3 separate regions of the Hordeum vulgare genome follow, and regions 1 and 2 are each linked to region 3. Evidence: chromatin contacts called from public Hi-C data. All regions are on one chromosome and are shown on one strand. Each heading gives the region's core, a stretch centred on a gene start, on an enhancer-like site or on the middle of the called end of the contact. The rest is flanking DNA. Distances are from core to core; before and after follow the strand shown.

Region 1 (4,998 bases), core at 1,185-3,684, 340 kb before region 3:
CTAGTAACTATCAGATAAATTTACAAGAGTCATACCGCAACAACATCGAAATTCAGATTTACAAGATTTAAACCATAACAACATCAAAATTTATAAGATTCACAGCTAAAAGAGTCTGCAAAAAATGACCAAGAAATGGGGAGAACATAGGGGCAGGCGAGGGGTCTCGCAGCCGACCACGAAGAGGAGATGGGGAACCGGCAACATAGGAGGAGGGGGTCTAGTGGGAAGCATGCCCGAGCTCATGAAGAGGAGGAGGAGCGGCAACAGATGGGGAGGCCAGCCACCGCGACCATGGGTAGAGGAGATGCGGAGGTCCGATGCTCATTCGATGGCAAAGGAGATGACGAGGGGTTGAGGAGAAGGGCCGAAAGAAGGGATGAGGAAGACGAACGATGACGGGGATGAGGAGGAGGGCCGACAAGAGAGGTTACATGGCCCTACCACCGGGTGCATCCTAGACGCCGTCACCTCTCGTCGCGCGGCTTGTGGATGGCTGCTTCGGTCGAGTGGGGGGAGAAAAGACAGGCTCGAAACATTTTCTCTTACGGGAGGCATGAATACACGTCAAATCGTAGGGGTTAGGCTGTGTATCGTGGGAGGCCTCACCGCGTAGGATTGATTTCGTCGCTATATTCAATGGATTACAGACCGCTATTTCCGTCGACATGCCAAACACTCAAATTGATGGTTTGGGAATACGAAATCCAATTGGGGACCCGAATACACACATCCAAACGCAGCATTAAGAGCAACTCTAACCACGCCCGATCCATTTCGTCCGCGCGTGTCTTTTTGTTTACCGCACACGAACACGGTAGTTCAACGTGTCGATGCAAACCCAAATAATGTCCGCCATATGTCCGCGTCAACCCATTTCAGGTCCAAATTTGGATTGAATTTGCGTCCTCGCGGACACGAATCAGACGCGCCCGCGTCCTCTTTGCGTTCACCGCGGGTCCACCTGTCGGCTACACAACCATCGCCGATAGTCGTACTAAACGCAACCACCTAACTCGAGCCCCGGTGGCAGTGGTTGGAAAGTGTCGGTCGTCGTCCTTTTTAATCAAAGCATGCGGTGGGGCCGGCCTCATCCACTTCTCCTCTCCATCCCCATCTCGCCACACTTGCTCCCCCGCTGGCAACTAGAAACCCTAGCCCTAACGAGCTCCCAATATTGTCCGCCATGGGCTTCTTCGGCAAAGGAAAGGGCAAGCTCACCCCATGCACTAGCTCGTCCCGGACACCGGCGTCACCAAGGGAACGCGGGCGTGTGTACCAGTCCACCAAGCTCGGTGTCACTCGCAGTACACGCAAGTCCTCCCTTACCGAGATATCAACCTCACTCATGGTTGGCATCTCGACCCCCACCGCATCCTTATGCATGCGGTGCCTCGGTCCGCACGCGTGTGAAGGAGGTGTGTCGACGGAGCGAGCTGCTCACCCCCGACGAGCGGCGGCATCCAGCCTACGCGGCCGACTCCCTAAACTGGGAGGTTTGGTTCGTCATGAAGAACCAACAAGAGGGCCTCTATGAAGAACTAGCGGACAAGCGTGCCCGGACCGAGGCGCATATGAAGCTGGAGCACCGTTGGGCGCAGGAGGAGGAGAAGGAGGAGCGTCGGGAGAGGAAGGCGGAGGAGCGAGCCCGACACCCTGCGCCCCAGCCGTCGACGCTGCCGCCGCAAGACGCTGCTCAGGCCCCGGAGGCGGCGTCGTTGGAGCTCATCGATCTTACCGCCCGTGACGACGATGAGGATGACGACGCCTACGACAGCCCATGCGCCGATGGCGACTTTTTTAAAAAATGATTAACTATGTTTAATTAAATTTATATGGACTTGGTCCGATTGTTGAACGGTGTTCTACATGCTAGATTATCGTTGTTTGAGCATTTTTTAAAATCCATGCTTAAAATTTGAATTCATACCGCGTTGGATGGACTAACCGACCCATTTATAAAACCGAACACAAACGTTTGCTCGGCCCACCCAAATAAAAAAAACAAAATGCACATTTGTTGGGTTGGCCCATTAAAATTGCTCTAATGGCTTCAGTTTAATCTATAGCCATAACTAACGGCCTCAGGCCCGTGTGCTGCGTTATCACCGGCTGTGCAGCTGACGTGGACCAAAAAGTTTTTAGGCGGCCGACCTGAAACTGAAACTGAAACTGAAACTTTGGCGCTCAGAATCATGTACGTCGCCGTGGGAGTAGTGTGCAAATGTAAACAGATCCGACTGTGGAAAGGTATGCAGGCGACAGCAATGGCAATTGGCAAGGCGAGGTCGTAAAATACGATTGTTTTTAACTCGAGCTAGCCAAGTTTGGCAAACGAACGAACCCCGTGGCCCCGCGCGACAGCGACCGGGCGCCCGAAGTGTCTCGCGCCCGCGACACCCGAGCGGAGCCCGCGCCCCGGCCCTACCATGTGCTGTCGCTTGGCGCAGACCCCTCAAAATCCACCCGCGACCGCACCCAGCCACCGAGCGAGCACCCAGCAGAAAGAAACGCACCAAATCTTCCACCCCTCAGCGCGAGAGATCTGCAGCGAGCGAGATGAAAGTGGAGGAGCAGACGGTGGTGGGAGGAGGAGGAGCAGGACAAGGAGGAGCGGGGTTCTGGGGGCTGGCCGGACGGCCGTGCGACACGTGCGCCGTGGACGCGGCGCGGCTCTACTGCCGGTTGGACGGCGCCTACCTCTGCGCCGGGTGCGACGCGCGCGCGCACGGCGCCGGCTCGCGCCACGCGCGCGTCTGGCTCTGCGAGGTCTGCGAGCACGCGCCCGCCGCGGTCACCTGCCGCGCCGACGCCGCTGCGCTCTGCGCCACGTGCGACGCCGACATCCACTCCGCCAACCCGCTCGCCAGCCGCCACGAGCGGCTCCCCATCACGCCTTTCTTCGGCGCGCTCGCCGACCCACCCCAGCCCGTCCCCTCCCCGTCCTCCGCCGCTGCGACGCAGGAGGACGCGGAAGACGACGGGAGCAACGAGGCCGAGGCGGCCTCGTGGCTTCTTCCCGAGCCTGGCGACAGCCCCGAGGACAGCGCCGCCACGTTCTTCGCCGACTCGGACGCGTACCTCGATCTGGACTTCGTCCGGTCCATGGACGGGATCAAGGCCATCGGGGTGCCGGTCGCCCCTTCCGAGCTCGACCTCGCCGGCGGCACTCTCTTCTACCCTGAACACTCCATGAACCACAGCGTAAGCCATACCCCGTGTGCTGAAATGGTTTTCTTGCGTGCTGATAAATAACGTCTACTACGGCTTTGCAGATGTCAACGTCCGAGGTAGCGGTGGTTCCGGACGCGCTGTCAGCCGGCGGGGCCCCGGCGCCAGCGCCGTCGGTGGCGGTGGTAGCGAGCAAGGGGAAGGAGCGGGAGGCCCGGCTGATGCGGTACCGGGAGAAGCGCAAGAACCGGCGGTTCCAGAAGACCATCCGCTACGCGTCCCGCAAGGCGTACGCCGAGACGCGGCCGCGCATCAAGGGCCGGTTCGCCAAGCGCACCGCCGAGGACGACGCGCTGGAGCAGGACGGGCCGTTCTCGCCCGCGTCGTCGGCGCACCTGGCATCGGACGGTGACTACGGCGTCGTGCCGTCGTTCTGAGGACTCTGCTATAGTTTTGGCGCGCGCATCCGTCCGAGTGCGCGCGAGTGCGGGGTGGCTGCGACGCGTGCTCCGTGTAACATTGAATAATCTGTACAGTTTTGTTCCATGGGATTAGTACTGTGACCGTGCCGACCTGATGTACTCACTGTTTTCCTTCTCCCGAATCCAGTTTTTGTACCCTGCCTTCGTTCCATGGGAGTAGTATTCAGCAACTGTGACTGTTGAGCATGATCAGGCAGCTAGGATTACATTGTAATTTTCTACTCCCTCCGTTCCTAAATATAAGTCTTTTTAGAGGTTTCACTTAAGGACTATATATTGATGTATATAGACACACTTTATAGTATAGATTCATTCATTATGTTTTGTATGTAGTCTCTTGTGGAATCTCTAAAAAGACTTGTATTTAGAAACGGAGGGAGTTGTTTATTTCCCGATCTTTTCTTTGTATAGTGGATATGGTTGAGATCTTTTCTTTGTATAGCGGATATGGTTGAAATATTTCTGCCCATGTACTCTATATATGCCAAGGCATACGATTAATGCAAGTATCGATACCGAACCAGTCCTAACCTAATTGCTTTCGCCACCGCCAATTGCTTCCGCCACCGCCGTCGAGCCTGTGCCGCCGCCATCTCTCCTAGCCGTCGCTGCACAGTAGTCGCCGCCGCCCACCCGATGGCCGCAGCCCTCCCGCCGCCGTTCCTTACCCAACCCTCGCAACCCTTCTGCCCTCGTCCTCTTCACCCGACCGCCACAGCCCTCCCGCCGTCGTCTACCTCACCCGACCGCCGCAACCCTCCTACCGCCGTCTACCTCACGCGACCGCCACATCTCCATTGTCGTCGTCGTCCACCTCCCACACGCGCTCCTAGCATGTCTTCCATCTCCGGCTCCAACCCGTTTGCCAGTCCTGATCCCGTCGCTGCCGAGGACATCCACAACATCAACATACACAAGCGCGTCCCCATCCGTCTCTCTCAAGACGATTCATCCTCCTACCCATGGAAGACCTACTTCAACCTTGTCTTCCATGAGTACCACCTTCAGGAGCACATCGACGGCTCCGTCGATGCCGAGGCCATGAAGCACGATGCTGAGTGGTTGGCTATCGAGGCTACTCTCATCCACTGGTTCTTCCACACCATCTCGAAGGATCTCTTTTACACGGTGGTTCATGATGATAATGATGCCTACTTTGTCTGGACAAAGCTCAACGAGCTCTTCACCGACAACCACCTCTAGCACCTCGTCTTTCTCGAGCAGGAATTTTTTGGTTGCCACCAAAATAACTCCTCCGTGAAGGACTTCTGCATGCGCCTCAAGCGCATTTGCGATGAACTCCACGACATCAGCGAGAAGGTCTCCTCCAATCTCCTCCTCAGCA
Region 2 (5,050 bases), core at 475-2,974, 390 kb after region 3:
TAATTTCCCATTTCATCATCGCTTATATTCGTCTTAGAAAATATATTTATTCCACAATCATGAATATCTATATTCCTTCGGAGGAGAGATTAATTAGTGGAATTACAAGACAGAAATAATGAACCTTCAGTTTATCTCTGGCACGAATTTCTTGCATTTGTTTCACTGCTAAGCGCTTAGCTTCCAGTGGATCAACCATTATCACTTTCTGACCTGAACTTCCTTTGCCTTGTGGTGCCTGGTTCATTTGATGAGTTCAGCACCTCTTAGCTACCACACAATAATATCAAGAGTAATACAGCTACAACTATAATAAAAAGAAGCTAATTCTTTTTGTCAGGATCCCTGTCAGAGTGTTGCAGAATTTCTAGAGCAAGAAGGCCTCCTGCTTGGGAATTAGGACGGAGGATCATGCTACAATTTATATAGCAGTTGATACCAAAACCAGAATATCATATTCGAACAAATTCAAAAGTATATAATAATGCATTTAGTTAACTATTATCATTTCCATTTTCTATACTATTAATTGACATTGTATAATCTACCAAACTCAGAACACACTCAAACCCCAAAAATAAATGGCCTACAAAGAAAAGCATACATCTGCACTAGCAAGAGCCAGGAAGCTCGTCACATGGCTTCTTCCATACAATGTATGTCCGGATTGCTTGTATTGGATGGTCCATCTACGAATAAGGCGTATAACTGACACATCAGCAAATGGCACCGATTCTAAATTTAAACACATAAAGAAAAATAAGTCATTATTATAACACTGATACAGTTAAGTAATATACACCCACCTTCTCCACACGGATTCATGTTGAAACATAAACTCTCACCAAATCAAAACTTTCGGATGGTTAGTGCTTGGCTGAAGCTAGCGTTCTTAATGAAGACAAACTGTTAAAGAAAGGATGAGAAAGGAATACTGAATGATTGTTTCTAGGTCCAACGCTTCCGATGTATATTTGGTTTGCCACCCAGTGTGTTTCTAACTTGAATTGCAAACCGAATAGTCTAAGGTATGAATACAACATGCTATACAGTTTATTCCATGGTCAGAAGAGGAAAGTGGCTGCCAGCATATCACTCTACAATATTGATAAATTATTTTGATATTACTGAAAATTATTTTGAGCTTGCAGCTTATCTCGGACAGCAAGAGCATTCGCCAAGTAAATACTACTGTAGCAGGCAATCGTACCAAACATTCGCCAAAATGAAGAGCAGTATAAAAAATCGTCTGAAACGCAAGCAGAGCACTTGGAAGATACTACTACAGACTACAGAGAACCATCACAAAACGATTTTCTTGTGGGCTAACCACCGCAACAGCCACAACCTCCATAACTGACTAGGAAAGTGGACGTCGGCGTTAATAAAGCAGCTCACTCCGGCCTTCAGTGAAGCACGAAGCGGGATGGAACATACTGCGCAATCGGCCATGAACTCGAAGCAGAGCAAGAGTGAATCGATGGGATGGACCACACAGAGGGCGAGGGGGAAGAGCATACCCGAACGTGGAGGGAGCCGAGCGCACATGCCCGACCGAGAGCAACGGAGAAGAGGAAGCAGACGCCCGGTGGAGCAGCCGGGGAGAGGGAGAGGGAGAGCACGCCATTCTCGCTGCCCGCGACCGCCTCTCCTGCGCTGCGCTCCTTTTTTTATGGACTCCAGCAGCCGTCCAACTCCACCCTCTAGTTTTTCTTCTCCCCTTCTACTCCTGCGCGTCGTGGTGGTGGTTATCCGAGTCCACATAGTAGGCTTTTCTTTCTTTGGTTGGTCCTACGTGGGCTTAGGCCGGCCCATCACCGAGTCGGCACGAGCGGGATTTGCTTCTCCATGTGTGAACGGAACTCACTCAACAACTGGCGCCGCGACGGACACCACCGTCCACCAACGTTAGCTTTTGTGTGTGGCCGTGGAGGGGCGCGCGCCATGACGACCGCCACTGCCATCGTCGCCGGCCACGGCATCGCCTTCCGCCGGAGCCTCCACCTTCCCAACCCGCCGGGGAAGCCGTCCTTCTCCGTCGCCCGGCCCCACGCGCACTACCGCCTCATAGTTCCTGCCACGCCGTCGCCGAGGCCCTGCCGGTCCATCTCCTCCGAGAGCCCCACGGCCGCTGCGGCGGACACCGCGGCGGACGAGGAGGAGGAGCCAGCCGCGACGAGCGAGGAGGATGATGTGGACCCGCTGGCGGAGGTGTGCTACCTGGACCCGGACGCGGACGCAGAGGGGATCCGGGAGTGGGAGGTGGACTTCTGCTCGCGGCCCATCCTGGACGCCAGGGGCAAGAAAGTGTGGGAGCTGGTGGTGTGCGACGCCACGCTGTCCCTGCAGTTCACCCGCTTCTTCCCCAACACCTCCATCAACAGCGTCACGCTCCGCGACGCGCTCGCCTCCGTCGCCTCCTCCCTCGGCGTGCCGCTCCCGGACCGCGCCCGTTTCTTCCGCTCGCAGATGCAGACCATCATCTCCCGCGCCTGCAACGAGCTCGGGGTCAAGGCCGTCCCCAGCCGCCGCTGCGTCTCCCTGCTGCTGTGGCTCGAGGAGAGGTACGAGACCGTCTACAGCCGCCACCCCGGCTTCCAGAAGGGCACCAAGCCGCTGCTCACGCTCGACAACCCATTTGCCACAAACCTGCCGGACAACCTCTTCGGCGACAAGTGGGCATTCGTGCAGCTCCCCTTCGACGGTCAGTGCCGGATACTACCACATTTGAACATATCTGCGAAATTGTTGCCTTCTGATTGTGTTCAACTTCAAGATGGATGTTGGCCTGTTGTTCAGATGTGAGGGAGGAGGTGGAGTTGCTGGAGAGGAGGTACGCGTTCGGGGCGGGGCTCGATTTGGACCTTCTGGGGTTTGAGCTCGATGAAACCACGCTAGTCCCTGGAGTTGCCGTGGAATCTTCGCGCGCCAAGCCTCTGGCCGGTAAGTTTCTATACTCTACTCCTGAATCCTGATCCTGATTACTGAAACAAAACTACTACTCATACTACTACAACTTGCCGAGATAATTGGTTCGATGTAAGCGTGTGCAAAATTCAGTTGTAAGGTAGCACATGCTAAGTTCAGACTGTAGTTACGCAACGAAATTTTGGTCACAGGTGATGTACTGCTGATACATAGGATACGTAGTGTATCAGGTTGTAAGAATTGTAGCTCAGGCAATGTAGGATTGTGTGGTAAATGCTGTTTATTCCATCGGATAATAATTTGATCTCACAGTCATTTGTATGTGGACAAAGGTATTACACACACACACAAAACAACAACGAAAGAAAATGTTTTCCAGCCTCTGCATCATGGGATCAGATGCACACTGCCATACAAGTACTAGTCTAACTTCTTATCCAGCATATATATATATATAGGATTGATATGTACTCCATCCACATACGGAGCAAAATGAGTAAATCTACACTGTAAAGTATGTCTATATACATCCGTACGTAGTTCACTAATGAAACCTTCTTAAAGACTTATATTTAGGAACGGAGGGAGTATTTGTATAGTAGTCCTAGGTAAATCTATGTGTCAGTTGTTTACATGCTTGTCTTTAGGATAAGTGTAGCTTGTGTGTTCAATAAATAACCAAGCAGACAACTGCCACTTTGGCAAAAGATTTAGAATGAGAGATCTACAGTGCATCGAGACTCAAAAGTTTTTTTTTTTGCATTCTCTACAACAAAGAATGAAGCAATGCATCTGCTTCCTCTCCTTCCTTCATATTATGAGAGACGCGACCATGTGAAATAAAAAATCATCTGTATGCGTACAATTGATCAACATTAGCTAAACGTCAGTCAATTGACTTTAGCTTTTGGGTCAGTCGATTTTGAGATGGCCGAAGAAATTCGCCGGAGTGAGGCTGGAGGAGGGAGGAGATGGTGGAGGCAAGATAGGGGTGTGCAACTTCGCCGGAGAAAAACCCCGGACGTAGGCGGGGCTAGAGGGATGGTCAGGGGCGGCAGGAAGACCAGCTGTGGGAGGCGGTTCCGAGGCGGCGATGCTGCGCGGGAGCGCCGCCGGCCGGAGGTGATGGTCGCAGGCGGTTCAGCCGGCGGACGATGCGGCGGTCTGGGGAAGAAGAAGAAGAGCTGGAGGAAGAAGAAAGGCCAGGCGTCGTTGGATGTGCATCCGACGTTCCAAAACAGTCGACTAACCCAAATTCAAAAACCAGGCGACTTACATCTAGCCATTCCCCAATTGATCACAGTTTCCATTCTCCTGTATACAAATGAGTGGAACTATAAGGTCAGCAAATTAATTTGGGGTGAGAACTAGGAAGGGATAGTTTGAACTTTCAAGAGTCTGATAACATTCAGCGAAATGCTTTGGGTTAGTCGACTGGCTGAAGCCCCTGCACAGTGTTCACAACAAATATGCACAATACCAGTTATAGAAACAAACACAACAAATATGCAAGCATAGCATCAGATCAAAGATTTTAAGCAATGTTCACATGTTGCATGAGATGAATATTCTAATCTCGATAGTCAACTGGCTGAAGCCCCTGCACAACGTTCCTGTTTCTTTATTGGGCCTATTCTCTTGTAAGATGCATGTCAACCAGCTCTGAGATATTTGTTTCTTCAATTCCTGCAGCTTGGATGAATGGCTTGGAGATCTGTTCTATGGAGGTTGACACCGGCAGAGCGAACCTGGTCCTGTCAGCCGGGGTGTCGACAAGATACGTCTACGCCGGGTACCAGAAGAGCCCCGCGACGACGCAGGAGGCAGAAGCGTGGGAGGCGGCGAAGAAGGCCTGCGGCGGCCTGCACTTCCTGGCCATCCAAGAGAACCTGAACTCCGATAGTTGCGTGGGTTTCTGGCTCCTGCTGGACCTGCCGCCACCGCCTGTATGATCTGGCTAGCGTGTGTTTTGTGACTCCTATCGAAATCACTGTAGTATGTGTAGTGCCAACATCAGATTTTGCAATACAAGGTCATTTCATTTTTGCTCCTTGATTACTGCACAAAGGCGTACTTCATGGAAAAAAAAAAGGAAAAATTCATACTCTAAGTTTGAGTAGGT
Region 3 (4,420 bases), core at 1,592-4,091:
GTGGTAGGCCTTATGATGCCCTGGGCGAGCACGGCCGCGCACTGCCGCTCCAGCTCGTCCTTCGAAGCTGAGGGTAGCGGTACGGTCGCACGGCCACGGGTGGTGTGCCCGGCAGCAGGTGAATGCAATGGTCGTAGGCCCGGACTAGTGGAAGTCCATGTGGCTCGCCGAAGAGGTCACTATGCTGCTGCAACAGGCGATCCAACAGGGGTTGCACGGGGTCAATGGAGGTCGCCATCAGCTGGGGCTGGGGGCTCGCTGGGGCAGCGCCACCCACGCTCTCCCACCGAACGCGGCGACCCATGCTCCAGAATATCATCGTCAGGGCGTTGAAATCCCAAAGAATGGGACCCAAGGTCCGCAAAAAACCAACGACAAGGATGACGTCAAAGCGGCCCAAGTTGATGCCGACGCACTTGACGGCGAAGTGCTCGTCGCCGATGATGAGGGGAACATGTTGGGCAATGCCTTGGCAGTGGAGGCGATCACCGTTTGCCACGGTAATCCGAATCTACTCCCTGTCAGTCGGTTGGAGTGCCAGGCGGGGCATGGTGGACCCCGACAGGAAGTTACGGGTGGAGCATGTATCCAGTAGGGGCTAGGAGGCGCTCGCCATTGATCGTCACCGACAGCAACATCGTCTTCTCCGTCCATATACCGCGAGAGCATGGAGGGCAACCAGGAAGGCGTTCGCCTGAGCGGCCCCCCAGGCGACCTCCGCATAAAGTGGAGCGGCCAAGTTGCCGAGCCCGGCAGCGGTGGCGGCCACCTCAATGTAGTCTGCAGCCTACGGGTAGAAGAGTCGCGGGCAGACATGGCCCAAAACGTAGGGCTCGTCACAGTTGTAGCACAGCCCCTGACGACGGCGCTCGAGTTGCTCGGCCGGTGTGAGCCGACGGAATAGGCGCGCCACGACCGCGACGTTGGGTGCCACAAAGGCCTGGGAAGGACGTGCCATTGCGGGGGGTGGCGGCCGGGGAACCGGGTGAGGGGACCGGGCGGGGTCTGTCCACGCCATCGTATGGGCCGATGGCACTGGAGGGGACGCCGTACGGCATGGCCGGGTGCGACGGCGCGAGCGGCAACAAGTGTGGCTGGCCCGAGGCCGTCGTGTAGACCGGCCCGAGGGACCCAGCGAGCCAAGCCGGCAACGGGGATGGCGACGGGGGAAACCGGACCTGGTGGATGGGCACCCCTGGGCCCGAGGACGCCCCCAAGCCGGCGGCTAGTGACCCATGGGAGTGTGGAGCGACAGGGAAGGATGGCAAAGGCGATGGCGGTGGCTGCTGCTGGGCGCCATGGTGGAGGCGAAAGAGGCTGGCTGCTGCGGCCTGCGGGGCATAGGGTCCCGAGAGGAAGGTGCGGATGCCCGCAACCGCCTGCCCGAGCTCCCGGAGCACAGCCGTCATCTCCTCTGGTGTGAAGGCGAAGGGGGCGGAGCCCGGCGGCATCCCTGCGGCAGATGCGATCGGCCCCGACAAGGCCGACGGTGTGGTGGTGACTGGCAGCAGAAGGGTGGCGGTGGGCTGATTAGTGGACATGATCGCACCCGAGACAGCTAATACCAGATTGATAGGAGCAAGGCTCCTACCAAGACAAGATCTTAGGTTGTAGTGGTCGAAGGAGGGTTGGCGAGGCTGGAGGCACCGGCAACGGCGCTGAGGTCGCGTCGGGAGAAGGAGGCCGTTGGGGCGGCTAGGGTTTTGGAGTCTCGGCAAAAGCCGAGCAATAATGATTGCTACTTCTTAATATCAAAACGAGTCTTTACATGGGTTTATATAATCCCTTAGGTGCTAATAAAAATAACAATAAGTTGGGCCAAGCCCGTAACTGCCTGCGCCATTGGGCTTAACTGCCCGCGCCTTTGGGCCTAACTGCCCGCGCCCGTGGGCCTCCGCCGGCTATAATGCACAACAGTCATAACAGTAAGATACAGAAGATCTGCACATGCATGCCCCGTTGAACTTAAATTAAAAAAATCACAAAATGCAGTGACATAAACTGTTATTATCAGGGAAACTTCACCATATGAACAAAGAAACGGATTGAAAGGAATAGAAGTGACCAAGCAATGCAGCTAAGATATAATTATGCATAAAAGCTTCTATTTATCAAACAGAAAGCTGCATCATGTTCACCAAGAGATAGTCTCAACTCTCAATTTCACACGCATCATGCACTAAAATCAGGCGTACTAAATAGCCAGCATACCGATATACTTGGCTCGTATACTTTTAGCAGACGAGCAAGTCACCAACTGAACATGAAATGTGAAACTACAACTTAGCATGTCTACAGGCAAGCACAGTAGTTATATCACACCGAACTCGTGAAAAGGTATGTACCGTAGTACTAGCTTCAGAACTGTTAAACAAATCACAGGCATCTCACCTCTTGAGAACCCCAAACACGCGGAACTCGTCCTCGATCTCGCGCGCAGTGGCGCGCGGATCCAGATTCCCCACGTAGACGCGAGCCATGACAGGCAGCAGCAGGCCCTGCAAGAGGAAAAACGAAAAAAATCTTTAAGAAATGCTGCCGAATCCAGCACGAAGCAGCTGCTAACATCCACCCGCAGATAAAAAGAGAAACGCCCCAGAAAAATTCTCGCGTTTTGGGAACAGGATGAAGCGCAAAGGCTAGGCACGCGGGCCTGGAACTCGAAGATACCGGGGGGTCTGTGGGGCGTACTTACCTTCGGGGGAGCGCCTCCAAGGGGGGATTGGGGATTGGCGAATCGGGCGGCGAGCGCTTCGGAGGCGAGGAGGGGAGCGGCTCTAGGGTTTAAGTCTGAGCCGCCGCGGGCGGAAGAGAGGGGGGGAGGGTAGGGAGCGAAGGGCTGACGCCTCGGGGCCAGGGGTATTTACGGAATTCTCGTTTATTGGGATGGGATGGGATGGGATGGGGATTGCGGAAGAGGACTCATGAGTTGCCTCGTGGTTTCTACGGTGGCGGATGAGCTGCTGGTTCAAGATCGTCCGGACCACTGTTTGCCCCTCTGGATTGACCCCTGGGGCGTCCTTTTTAGCTACTACTACTTACCTCCGGTCGTAAAATTCGTTGTTTTGATTTTTTGCTGAAAGTTAAGTCGAATCTAACTTTGGTTAAAAAAAATTGGATCTCATCATTTTGCTACCGCTGATGTCCTTGGCGGTAGGGTATAAGAGCAACTCCAACGGACCGATCCAAACGGACGGTAAATTTGTCCACTTTTTGTCCGTTTGGATAGGCCACCCGCGCGGCGTCCGCCTTATTTTAGATTTGGGACGACAGTGCGCCCAACGAGCCGACCCATTTCATGTCCGCAATCAACATATTAAAAAAAAGGTCTGCGGCCGATCATGCCAGCGACCATGTTTCATATGCCAGCACCATGCCAGCGCCGGCATACAATGTTGGTCGGCTCGCGTCTCCCGCGCGCGTTTCCTCGCGCCTCCGGCTTACGAGCCAGCGGCCACCGGTGTGGCGTTGAGGTTGATGGTCGAGGGTGCGGGCGTCGAAGGCGCGACCACGCTCACCTCGGACGAGCACTCCCCCGAGAGGCGGGAGGCCTGCGGGTAGACGTGGAAGACGGGCACCGGGTTGCAAACCGAGGCACCGGGCGAGTCGGGCAGCAGCGTCCGAGGGAAGGCGGATGAGCCGGTGCTCACCGCGGCGGCCACGGCGGCGTTGACGAGGCCGTGTTGGCTAGGGTTTAACCCCAACATGCAGAGCGCCTCCCTCGTTGTCGCCGTGGCGCGGGCGTTGGTGACCTGCTGCTGCGCGGCGGCCGCCGTGATGGCTTCATCCCTCGCGTCCGTCGCGTGCCTCCGGTCCTTCCTCTTGGCCGACTCCTTTGCCCGTTGTTCGGGCGTCAGCACCTTCTTCGGCTTCGGTGCGGCGGCCTTTCGGGAGGCGCGAGGCTTGCCTTTGTCGGACGAGGCGAGGGAGGCGAGGCCAGCGGCGGCGGCGAGGTCGAGGTCGTCGTCCATGGCGGACGTGGGGCGGGAGCGCGCGGGGGCGAGAGAGGTTTTGGGGGGGGATGGGGGAAATGGTGGTGGATGCCACCAACCGGTGGGCCTGGGGAGAGGAGTAGAGGCGCGCGCGCATCCGTCTCGTGTCCGCGCCGACGCAAATCCGGCCCAAAATTGGGTCGGGAATGGGTCGCCACGCGAACGCCAAGCGGACGCGCGTCCGTTTGGGTCGGCGCGTTGGGCCGACTTTGACGCCCAGTCCAAGAATTTTATAAATTCATCACAGCGTCAAATGTGTCTGGATTTTTTACATGTGATTGAAACACAAATTTTCCATGGTGTCCTAATTTTTCAGAATTTTCAGAGTTTCAGCAGTATGGTTTTTGACAGATTGCTACAGACTATTCTGTTTTTGTCAGATTCTATTTTCGTTGCATTGTTTGCTTATCTTGATGAATCTATGAATT

Evidence for each region. Hi-C and Micro-C count contacts between places; a contact is called where the count stands out from the background.
Region 1: a contact with region 3 is called in a Hi-C map of seedling, with 5 times the contacts expected there. The contact joins the promoter of LOC123403770 here to the promoter of LOC123401753 in region 3. A contact is called at or near these places in 2 of 6 Hi-C or Micro-C datasets (leaf and seedling) and 1 of 1 datasets of contacts at active chromatin or transcription factors (embryo).
Region 2: a Hi-C map of seedling shows a contact between it and region 3, with 3 times the contacts expected there. The contact joins the promoter of LOC123402142 here to the promoter of LOC123401753 in region 3. A contact is called at or near these places in 1 of 6 Hi-C or Micro-C datasets (seedling) and 1 of 1 datasets of contacts at active chromatin or transcription factors (embryo).

What each region holds. Positions count from the first base shown.
Region 1 is chr6H:350,327,169-350,332,166 of MorexV3_pseudomolecules_assembly, forward strand. It overlaps LOC123403770 (zinc finger protein CONSTANS-LIKE 3-like), which reads left to right and starts at 2,435. Exons shown (of 2, transcript XM_045097681.1): 1 at 2,435-3,204; 2 at 3,276-3,919. The coding sequence starts at 2,560. The coding sequence ends at 3,608.
Region 2 is chr6H:351,057,326-351,062,375 of MorexV3_pseudomolecules_assembly, forward strand. LOC123402142 reads right to left here and starts at 1,725. Exons shown (of 5, transcript XM_045096025.1): 1 at 1,521-1,725; 2 at 605-689; 3 at 125-238. The coding sequence starts at 1,627. LOC123402141 (protein TAB2 homolog, chloroplastic) reads left to right here and starts at 1,749. Exons shown (of 3, transcript XM_045096024.1): 1 at 1,749-2,704; 2 at 2,800-2,943; 3 at 4,621-4,974. The coding sequence starts at 1,849. The coding sequence ends at 4,880.
Region 3 is chr6H:350,668,980-350,673,399 of MorexV3_pseudomolecules_assembly, forward strand. LOC123401753 (serine/arginine-rich splicing factor RSZ23-like) reads right to left here and starts at 2,842. Exons shown (of 5, transcript XM_045095607.1): 1 at 2,696-2,842; 2 at 2,392-2,498. The coding sequence starts at 2,480.